2 separate regions of the Triticum aestivum genome follow, and region 2 is linked to region 1. The links are chromatin contacts, called in public Hi-C maps. All regions are on one chromosome and are shown on one strand. Each heading gives the region's core, a stretch centred on a gene start, on an enhancer-like site or on the middle of the called end of the contact. The rest is flanking DNA. Distances are from core to core; before and after follow the strand shown.

Evidence for each region. Hi-C and Micro-C count contacts between places; a contact is called where the count stands out from the background.
Region 2: a Hi-C map of leaf shows a contact between it and region 1, with 2.4 times the contacts expected there. The contact joins the enhancer-like site here to the promoter of LOC123145026 in region 1. A contact is called at or near these places in 3 of 5 Hi-C or Micro-C datasets (leaf and an unstated tissue).

The regions. Positions count from the first base shown.
Region 1 is chr6D:344,148,857-344,154,625 of IWGSC CS RefSeq v2.1, reverse strand. LOC123145026 (S-adenosylmethionine synthase 3) reads left to right here and starts at 3,663. Exons shown (of 2, transcript XM_044564321.1): 1 at 3,663-3,933; 2 at 4,955-5,769. The coding sequence starts at 4,976.
Region 2 is chr6D:344,268,772-344,274,444 of IWGSC CS RefSeq v2.1, reverse strand. No RefSeq gene overlaps it. Among protein-coding and RNA genes, the nearest start is that of LOC123145026, 120 kb to the right of the region's middle. Within about 2 kb of position 1,759, at least 3 of the 8 cell types and tissues checked have an H3K27ac peak or open chromatin away from gene starts, as enhancers often do. A contact at or near this core is called in leaf, where this site is marked.

The DNA of each region.
Region 1 (5,769 bases), core at 2,414-4,913:
GTGATGACCCGTTTTCGGGCTGCAACGTTTCATGTTGCAGACTTTTCAGACGACGAGTAAGGTGCCTTAGGTCGTGGTCTTATACTCAGTGATGCCGTTGGAGTTGATGGACTCACTTATCTTCCAAGTCTTCCGCTGTTATCGTTTTAGATGGCCTTAAGCCATATTTGTCATACTTACTTCTCTCTTGAGATACTCGATGTAATAAGTGTGTGATTGCTACTCTGTTATAAATCCTCCAAGTACTATGCGTGTCAGCATTACTGATCCAGGGATGACACTGGTGCACGATAGATCAGACTATTTGAGGTCTGGTCGCTACATTAACCCTCCCGCAAGCATCCGCAACTACGAGAAAAGTATTAAGAATAAATTCTAACCATAACATTAAACTTTTGGATCCAATCGGTCCCTTACGGAGTAGCGCATAAACTGGGGTTTAAGCTTCTATCACTCCACAATGCATTCCCTTAGGCCCAAATATGGTGAAGTGTCATGTAGTCGATGTTCACATGACACCACTAAGGGAATCACAACATACATACTATCAAAATATCGAACACATACCAAGTTCACATGATTATTTGCAACATGATTTCTCCCGTGACCTCAAGAACAAAAGTAACTACTCACAAATGATAATCATGCTCAAGATCAGAGGGGTATTAAATAGCATAATGGATCTGAGCATATAATCTTCCACCAAATAAACCATATAGTAATCAACTACAAGATGTAATCAACACTACTAGTCACCCACAAGCACCAATCTATAGTTCCGGTAACAAGATTGAACACTAGAGATGAACTAGGGTTTGAGATGAGATGGTGTTGTTGAAGATGTTGATGGAGATTGCCCTTCCCAAGATGGGAGAGTTGTTGGTGATGATGATGACGATGATTTCCACCTCCGGGAGGGAAGTTCCCCCGGCGAAATCGCTACGCCGGTGGGCAAAAGTGCTCCTGCCCAAGTTCCTCCTCGAGACGGTGGCGCTCCATCCCGAAAGTCTTCTCCTTATTTTTCTAGGTCAAAATGACCTATATACCAGAAGATGGGCACCGGAGGTGGGCCTGGGTGAGCACAACCCACCAGGGTGCGCCTGGGCTCCCTCGCACGCCCATGTGGGTTGTGCCCACCTGGTGGGCCCCCTCTGGTAGTTATTTGCTCCAATATTCCTTAAATATTCCATAAAAAATTTCCGTGAAGTTTCAGCTTATTTGGAGTTGTGGAGAATAGGTAGCCTGACATAGTTTTTCGAGGTCCAAATTTCCAGCTGCCGGAATTCTCCCTCTTTGTGTATACCTTGCATATTATGAGAGAAAAGGCATTAGAATTACTCCAAAAAGCATTATTATGGATAAAAACATCATAAATAACAGTAAGAAAACATGATGCAAAATGGACGTATCAATGAGCCAGCAAGACATAAGGCGACTCATCCTATTTGAAAACTTTGGGTTTTCAGCTAAGTGTTGGGACAGAAACAAGTTTCTATTGAAACATTTGCAGTCACAGATCTACAAAAGCATTGGAAAATAAACATTTATCAAAACCTAGAGCACACAGTGGAAGCAATAGCAGGTCCATTGACAAGATTGAATGGCAATGTGAGTTTCCTAGATGCTAGAATGGTATTGCAATCGCCACCGCAGTGTTTCTATGAGTAGCACAAAACAAACTAAATATATCCCAAATTATGGCGATGAACCGCAAAGAACACTGATGAACTACAACGAGATGCGAGGAACAATGGGGTATTTCTACAGATCTAAAAGAGGAGATCAAACATACCTTGATGCAGTGGGTGTTTCGAGGGAGTTCTTGAGCAACTTCGACGACGACGTGCGCGAAGCAGAGAACACAGACGACGTCGTCGGAGGGCTTGCAGTCGCGCGGTGGCGGAGCTTTGGTTGCGGAAGACCGGGGCGCAAGGAATAAGGCGACTGGAGGGGTGAAGAGGTAAAAGTGGAAAAAGAACCCCTACGGGTATATTTATAAGGAAAAAGAGAAGGAGAATAGGTAGGCGCAAAAATAGAGGAGGCACTATAACTTTTCGAGTAAGGGATGCCTCGATTTTCGGGTTTGGCAGATATACATAAAAGATTCGCTATGATGTCACGCTTGAGCTCGTGAAAATCTGGAAGATGACGTTATACTTTCAAATAGATAGAAAATGACAAGTGTGAGAGTATCATAAGCCGGAACCTATAACCCGACCACGATGCAGATTCAAAAGGAAGATGACCCGGAATTATTATCGATCCGAAGATTGACATGAATAAATTCAAGTCAATCTAAAGGCTAATGTTGGGGATATGACCCCATGGTATAACCCGCACGTTTACATATATTTCATCCGATTGATTCAAAGAGTAGTTGAAATATATGTAGGCATTGTTCAATGGCCGCCTTCTGCACGCGTATCCGCGGACAGGTCTCCTGTCCGTGGACGGATGCAGGGAAAGTTTGCAGGTCGCCGTTGAAGATGCCCTTATAATCAAAACTTTTTTTCTTTGACCCAGACCATCTCTGCCGCTCTGCCCATCGCTGCAACCAAACGCAACTCCATAGTACCCGATCGTATCCTGGGCTGCGCTATCCATGCCTCCACCAAAGCAAGGTTAAATTGACCACCACGCCTACCGCATGGTGTGTAGATTACTCCCTCCGTCCGAAAATACTTGTCGCAGAGATGAATGTATTTAGACGTGTTTAAGTTCTAGAAACAACTATTTTATCCATTTCTCCGACAAGTATTTCCGGACGAGGGAGTATTACGCAGCTCACTTTGGCAAGTGGAGATTATTACGCAGCTCACTTAGGCAAGTGGAGATCCCTCCCTTTGCCATCCCGATGAGCGGCACAGCCGGACATAGAGAAGATACGCGCGAAGAATATACCTCCGGCAGTGGCGGAGCCAACTCAGCCGGTGAGCCGGGGCAAAGTACACGACGCTCCTGCCTGCTGGTTGTTTGCCCCTGCAAAATGATGCTTGGCTCTCCATTAACTGCTAGTGGTCAAAGGAGAATGCATGGCATAGCCCGGGCAGCTGCCCCGGCTAGCCGGGAGGTGGCTCCGCCAATGCCTCCGGGGCTCCCGGCAGTTCGATGAGCGGGCTGCCGGACATGGGGAAGACAAAGGGAACAACCGGGACGGCCATAGAGTAGTGTAGTGTATTCGTGTCGTGAGAATGAAGCTTCGTGCGACCGTACGTGCACATATTTTTACCATTTTAGTTAAAATATGTCTAAAGTGAAAATGTTTTCGTCCGGTTTATATGAAATCCGCTGTGTTTACATGTATTTCATCCGGTTGATTCAAAGACTAGTTGAAATATATGCGAGTATTATTCGATGGCCGCCTTCTGCACCCGTATCCGCGGACGGATGCAGGGAAAGTTTGCAGGTTGTCATTGGAGATGCCCTTATAGTCAAAACATATTTTTTTTTCTTTGACCCAGAGCGCACTGCCCACCGCTGCAACCAAACGCACCTTTGATAGTATCCGATCATGGGCTGCGCTATCCATGCCTCCGGCAAAGCAACGTGAAATTGACCACCACGCCTACCGCATGGTGTGTAGATTATTATGCAGCTCACTTGAGCAAGTGGAGATTATTACGCAGCTCAGTTAGGCAAGTGGAGATCCCTCAAAAAAAAAAAACTTAGGCAAGTGGAGAAGAAAATAAATCGGGTGGTAGGTGATCTGACCCACCGCCAAATAATGGGGTTGGTGAGGTGAAGTGCTTCACCAACGACCGCAGCACAGGTTGTGCAGTCCGACGCTCCCACCAGCCACACGCACGACCTTGCAGCGGCCCCCGCCGCTATATAAGGCGCAGCCGGGATCTTGGTACAACGCCGTGCATACATTCCGCCTCTTCCCTCCCTCGGTTCATCGGCCTCCCGATCGAGCAGTAGAAGCAGCGCAAGGTTAGCCTCCCCGCCCCACGCCCTGTTCATGTTTCGATCTTCCATGTTTAATTCATCATTTTTCTTCATCATACGTGGGTGGCGTAATTACTAGTACAGTACTAGATTTATCGTGATGCGAAGAACATGCTAGTTAGTAGTTATGAGTTGGCAGTAGCACGTCCTGAACATGGAGAATATTAGTCTGTCATCGGCGGCAGTCCCCAAGAGAGGCGAAAGGGGGGGACCGCGTCTTCCTCGTTCGCCGACGGCGAGGCGGGGGGTCATCTCTCCTCCGCTTGTCCCTCCGGCGACGGTGGGAGGAACCCTGGGTCCTCTGCGCCGGTGTGTAGAGAGTAGGATTAGGTGTGTGGGTCTCGCTGTCCAGCCGGCGGCGCTACGTCCAATAAGTGTGCTGCGGCTCCTCGTCGGAGCGGCGAGCTTTGTGTATCCGGTTCCGGGCGTAGTCGACTTCGCTATTGATCTTTTGTTCCTCCGGCTGCGTGGTCCTCACGGCGGTTGTTGGCTCTTGGGCTCCTGTGTGGCCGGGTGGATGTGTACGGGGAGTCGCCGGCTGGTGCTGCTTCTGATGGAGACGGCGGTGGCGGCTTCTGTTCTGGCGCAGGTTTGATTAGTCGTCGGCAGGCGGCTCCGGTGTTTCTCCTCGACGTGGTCGACCGGGCACTTCGATGTGCTACAGTGAGATGTGTCCCGCCGCGGGCGGCGGGTCTTCGGCCCGAAGCTCTCGCCGCTCCTTCCTCCGATGGCGGCTTAGACGGCGGCAGATGCAGGATGGTTGACCAATCAACCCCCTCAGGGACATATTTGTTATTTTTCTTGTTTTGGGGTGTTTTTTTTTGCTGCTCTGGCTTATTTCCAGGCTGTGAGGCGTGTGCTGTATATTGGTCATGAGAGCGTCCATATTCTCTGTACTTGGGACAATACCGTGATTTTAGTTGCCTTTTCTGACTAATGAAAAAATACACGGAGTAATTTCTCGTTGGAGTTTCATTCTAATCGTCGGAATTTCTTCTATTTGCAGAGCACCGCTAGCACTAAAGAAATGGCGGCCGAGACGTTCCTCTTCACGTCCGAGTCTGTGAACGAGGGCCATCCCGACAAGCTCTGTGACCAGGTCTCCGACGCCGTCTTGGATGCCTGCTTGGCCCAGGATGCCGACAGCAAGGTCGCCTGCGAGACCGTCACCAAGACCAACATGGTCATGGTCTTGGGCGAGATCACCACCAAGGCCACCGTCGACTATGAGAAGATCGTGCGCGACACCTGCCGCAACATCGGTTTCATCTCTGATGACGTTGGTCTCGACGCCGACCGTTGCAAGGTGCTCGTCAACATCGAGCAGCAGTCCCCTGACATTGCCCAGGGTGTTCACGGACACTTCACCAAGCGTCCTGAAGAGGTTGGCGCCGGTGACCAGGGCATCATGTTCGGCTATGCCACCGACGAGACCCCTGAGCTGATGCCCCTCAGCCACGTGCTTGCCACCAAGCTCGGAGCTCGCCTCACCGAGGTCCGCAAGAATGGCACCTGCGCCTGGGTCAGGCCTGACGGAAAGACCCAGGTCACAGTCGAGTACCTAAACGAGGATGGTGCCATGGTACCTGTTCGTGTGCACACCGTCCTCATCTCCACCCAGCACGACGAGACCGTCACCAACGACGAGATTGCTGCGGACCTCAAGGAGCATGTCATCAAGCCGGTGATCCCCGCAAAGTACCTCGATGAGAACACCATCTTCCACCTGAACCCGTCTGGCCGCTTCGTCATCGGCGGCCCCCATGGTGACGCCGGTCTCACCGGCCGCAAGATCATCATCGACACCTATGGTGGCTGGGG
Region 2 (5,673 bases), core at 510-3,009, 120 kb before region 1:
GCCATCAAGGCCGACGCGACCGCCACCAGCGGGAGAGGCGGGACAGCGACGGCGGCGGGGAAGGCGGACGAGGCGGCAGCGGTGTGCACCGCGAGCACCTGCCCGGGCGACGAAGCAGCCGAGGGAGGAGTCGCGAAGAAGGATCCCACGCTCCTCGTCCCGAGCGGGGACTGCACCGCGGCGGCATCCAGCGGGCGAGACAGGAGAGCCGCGAGGGAGGCCAGCAGGAAGCCGGCGTTGGTGGATCTGGAGGCGGCGGCGCACGACATGGCGGCGGCGGCAGTGCGATCGGAAGTGAGGCGGCGGCGGCGGCGGTGGTGCCGGGTGATTAGGGTTTAGGCGGAAGCGTACATGACCTAGTCTGATACCATGTAAGACAATAGGTTTGGGGGGAACCGGCACAACCCTCTAGAAATGACCTATCACATATATATGATGAATGAAATACAACGTTACAATATATACGTATGAATACAGAAACTATACAGTCTAACAGCCATTCAGCCATTGACACCGCCACATCCGATGACATGGAGAGTCTCGAGGAAACCTTATTCCTTGGACCGGCCACCACCGTCATCCCATCACCGCCAAAGAAAACCTACCTGAAAGGAAGGCATAAAGAAGCAAGGGCTTTTATTTTCAGCCACTATTTCAGCAGGACAGAATTTGTGGCAGCAAGTGAGGTGACACGTATGTCCCTAGTGCCCGCTTTTTATTTTGGCTTTCGATTTTCAAAATATTATATCTTTCAAAAAAAATTAAATTAAGTTATATTTTCATATTCATGTTTCCTGTGACCAACACTTACAACTAAGATTCATTTTGAATATATTTTGGTGACTTTAAAAATATGGTAAGTTTAAATATTGAAACTTAGTATGAGCAAGCGATAAAATCAATTGTTTTGTGTCTACGACAAGCAGAAAAAATTGCTGAAAATTATATCTTTAAAACCGGTTGAAACTTGGAGTTTCAGATGCAAAACCTGTAAATTTCATTGTTGAAACTTAAAAAGTTTTGAGATATTTTTATCAGACCCCGTGCGAGTACTTCAGCTTGTTACTGACAGCCATGTCACCGATGGCAATGGCGTTCAGATAAAAACTGATCAGAGAAATGCATTTTTCCCGTTTAATTGGTTTTGAAGGTTCAAGCCTGTCATTTTTGTGTGTGGAAGAAAGCTTACCCTGTTCGGACGACAATGCATGCAGCTCCAAATAAAGGAAATTAAAAGAGAAATCGAGGTAGCTGGATTGAGATAATTTTCCTTCATGAGCATGGGACAAAAGAAAGAATCGTCGAGATCGACCTGTCGAGTGTCGACCAAGGCTGTGCAGCCATGTGTCACGACACGATTGCTGGACATGCCGTCGCTGTCGCGCAACAAAACCATCCACGTATGCTCCACCATACGTGTCAGGTATTTGCTTGGCCACACTAGTGCACCGTCACATCCATTGCCCGTTCTACGTTCTAAAGGGCACCACTCTAATTTGTCTTTCCCCGGCGGCATGCATCACCCATGGAAATTTACCAAAGCCAGTCACCGTGGAGAAATATCGCCCAAAAGAGAAAAAACAGAGAAATTTCTCCATGGGATTCTGCTCATATAAGAAATTTCTCCTTTTCCTTTCTGTAAAACAGGACCACTATATTTTTAGACAGCAACGTAATGAAATGTGTGGGCGCGGCAATTTAGGTTAGCAACGCAGGCAGCAGTGCCAACGGCACGTGGCCGCGTCAGTGCGATGCTTGGCGGTACCGCCAAAACCGGCGGCACCCACCTCGATCGAGAGAGAGAGAGTGCATGTCGACACAGTGTAGTCTCAAGCATGTCATGTCTTGTCTTTGCTTAAGGCCGTACCAATCTTTGCTCTTGGAATCACACGAACGAAAAAAGAATGAGATAGACGTTCGGGCCGCTATCGAGTTGTTTTTCAGGCACACGAACAAGGAACCACACCTCGGTTCGTAGACTATATCATACGAATGGGGCTTGGTTATTTGGATTACCGGTTTACCATTGCGTCCAGGTCCGATGAACCTGGAGAATGCCTCGAAACCCACATTTGCCCGTGGCGCATCGAGGCCACGGTTGGTCACTGGCCACCGCCTAGGTACGAAACAAACGTTATCGTCCACGGCTCGCCGAGTACGTGTAGGGCATCTTCAACGCGAATCACCAAAACCCAAAATGGACCGCTCAAAAAAACAAAACCCAAAACGTCCGCACTGTCCAAACCAAATTGTTTGGACATTTCCAGGCCTCCAAACGTTGACGATCAAATTCTGAATAGGTTCAGAGTCTGAAATTTCACAAGTCGGTTCCAAATCGAAAAGTTATGGGTGGTCCGGACGTCCGTCACGTCAGACTTCGACGCCTTAGACCCATTCAAAACTCCATTCGGAGCCCGCACATTTTCACACTCATGTCACTCTTTTCACGTCAACCTCCCCCCTTTATTATGATCACCTCTGCCCTTGTCCATTCCGCCGTCCGCCACCGTCACGGTGGATCCATCAAAACCCTTCATCGTGTTCGTTGCCCTGTCAGACCCGGACAAGCCTATCTGCGCGGTCAGATCCACGGAATAGCAAGGGCAATGCTTGGCGGTCATGGCCACCAAGAAGGCGACGTCTGCGGCCGCAATTGCTCGAGTCGGAGCTCCTCCGCCATAGCAGACCGCCATGCCTGTGTCACCTGGGTAATCGCAACCCTGACCTCACGGCTACAAGCAGATGTACTAGTACATCGACCATCGAGACGGTTAGGACAAGACACAAGTCGCCGCAGTACTTCGCCACCTCTGTCCACCATCCATCATACGTCGTCGACCTCAACACAGACTAGGTGTTCACGGAATCGCAAGCATTGCAACCCGCCCGACCGTGGTTTCCATCTGATGAGCCCTCGTGCAGCGGTGCTCGGTCGTTGTTCGGTGGAATGCCTCCCCCAAGCTCGCCGACAGCCTCCGACAAGGATATGATGAATATGATCCACAATGGCGGCGGCCATGAGGACGACCACCCACCGCAACTAGAGGAAGACATGCCAATGGACACCTAGCAGACAGAGCCAAGCTTGCCCGATGCGAACGCGAAGAGGAAGAAAGGTCTGTCGTATTAGATGAAAGAGGATGAATTGTTGTGCGACACGTGGTTGGGCACGAGTGTTGATTTGTTGTAAGGCATGGAGAAAATGGGCTCGGCTTTTGTGTGCATGAGGTCTATCATGAGCAAAAGAACTACGCTCCCTACGACAAAGAAGTGGTCCATGATTGCAATGCGAAATCACTAGGCCATTGATGAAACACCATTCAACATGAGATCAAGTATTGTGGCGCGTATACACAGATGAAAAATCAATGGCCGAGTGGTGCATAACTCTTTGAGCTCGCAAGTTTCTCCTTGTGTTGTTGTATGTGTTAGTCACCTGAGTTGATTTTCTTTATATTGCAACTTGTTGATCATGTCGTTGTCTTGCTTTGCTATCCAAACCAGGCATGTGCCATGTACTGCTGGACCGAGGGCAAGCCATTCATGCTGATGCATTGTTGGTTCAAGTTGAATAGACAAAGCAAGTGGGCAAGCATTGTCCATTACACAAAGACCGCTGACGCTGTAGCCGATGACGATGATGTTGATCCAACCGTCAGATGGCTTGCACTGGTCACCCGTTTCGCTAGGTCGAGGGGGAGGAAATAAGAGTCAGACAAGGAGAAGCAAGAAGGGGCAACAACCAAGATCACTAAGAGAAAATAAAATATTCGTGACATTTTGGCTCGGACGAAAATATTTTCTGTCGACACTTCCATGACAAAAATACTGACGAAAACACGTATTATCATGGATGTGTTGGCCACATCCTTCTATGAAAAAATAATTATACGAGCTAATATGAGGGCCACAAGCTTCAACCTGGCTTCACACAACATTGGGAAATCCAATTGTTGAGCATCCAAACAAGGGAGACTATGATGGTATGATCGTATAATGAATTATGCATGCTGCAAATACGAGGGCCACCTATCCACAACCATGATAAATCAAGAAAGTTATTTCTCATATATGGATAGATCTTGAACCTTCACACCCAAAGCTTTGCTGAGAAATGGAATGGAGTGTCCTTCTTGTAGTAAAACAACTCCTATCCATGTGTCACAAGCGTCGATCTCCGCCTCAAATTACTTGTTAAAATTTGGAAATGCCGGGTGTCGGTGTCAAAACCGGTAGATCTCGGATAGGGGATCCTGGATCTCAGATCGATGGGTAACATGGAACATAGAGACAGTGTTTACCCAGGTTCGGGCCCTCTCTAGGAGGTAAAACCCTACGTCATGCTTGATTGTATTTATGTGTTTGTATGAGGATTATAGGGTTGATCTACCACGAGATCGGATGAACTAAACCCTAGATGGGATGGTAACATTGGTTCCCCTTTCTACAGGCTAAACCCTATGGTTTATATAGACACCCGGGGTATCTAGGGTTACATACGATCGGTCACCATCAGGGGATAAACATGCAGATTTCGCTAACCAAACTTGGAGGATACACCAAGTCTTCGGAGATTTCCTTCCAGAGTCGGTGGCCCACCAGTCCGGCCTTCCTTTGATGAATCGGGAGCGGCTCATCAGTCCGGCCCATGATAGATAGGCCGGTGGTCCAAGGACACCTTAGTCTGGGACACCCTCAGTAGCTCCCGAACTAGTCTTCAAAGCCGAGGTATGTATGGACATCATCAGTTTTGTGGACCAGTTCCTTCTCTTCCGTAGTCAGCTTAATAATTTCTGGCCGCACGTCCCTTGGGCCACGTCACAGCTTCCGAAGTGTAGAAGTAACTTAGCCCTGAAGGCCAGTCGCTCAAGTATGAACAATACCCTTATTTGACAAGTTTTGTCGAAGGGTCACGACCGGTCATAGCCACAAGCCAGTTACAAAAACTCGATTCGCGGTTCGAGGCGGTTTCTCCATTGGCACATCCCATCAATATGGAGACCGTGCCCCATTTTTAAGGGATATGATCAATGATTTGTGATATCCCACGCGCGTATAACGATGCAATTATATCAGGAAGTGGTAAGGCCCGTGGCGTAGTAAAAGGACTCTTGGCCTCTCCGTAGCCCATAAAAGGGGAGCAGATACAATTTCCTCGGCACGCTCTCTCTTCCCCCTACGCCATTGTCTTCCTAATCTTCTGAGCTCCAGTGCCCAGATCCGTTCTCCCCACCAAGAACCCCTCCGACCATTTCTTGAATCCGGCCATGGCTGGCTCTGGGTCCAAGGGCAAGTGGGAGGCCTCCATCGTCACCAAGGATGCCATCTAGGAGCTGAAAACATAGGCTATCTTCCTGCTGATGTCGCCCACCGCGCTCCGGAGGCGGGTCAAGTCATCCCCACACCGAGGCCATGGGAGAGGCTAGTGTTCCTCCCTCATTTCATCCGGGGACTGGGATTTCCCCTCCACCCCTTCATCAGGGGGTTGATGTTTTTCTGCGGGTTAGATTCCACGATCTCGCCCTGAATTATTTTCTGCACATCTTAGCCGTCATCATCATCTGCGAGGCCTTTCTTTGGGTCCGGCCACACTTCGGCCTGTGGCTGAAAGTGTTCAACGTTAAGCCGAAGATCGTCGACGGCCAGCAGGCGGACTACGGGGGCGAGGATCAG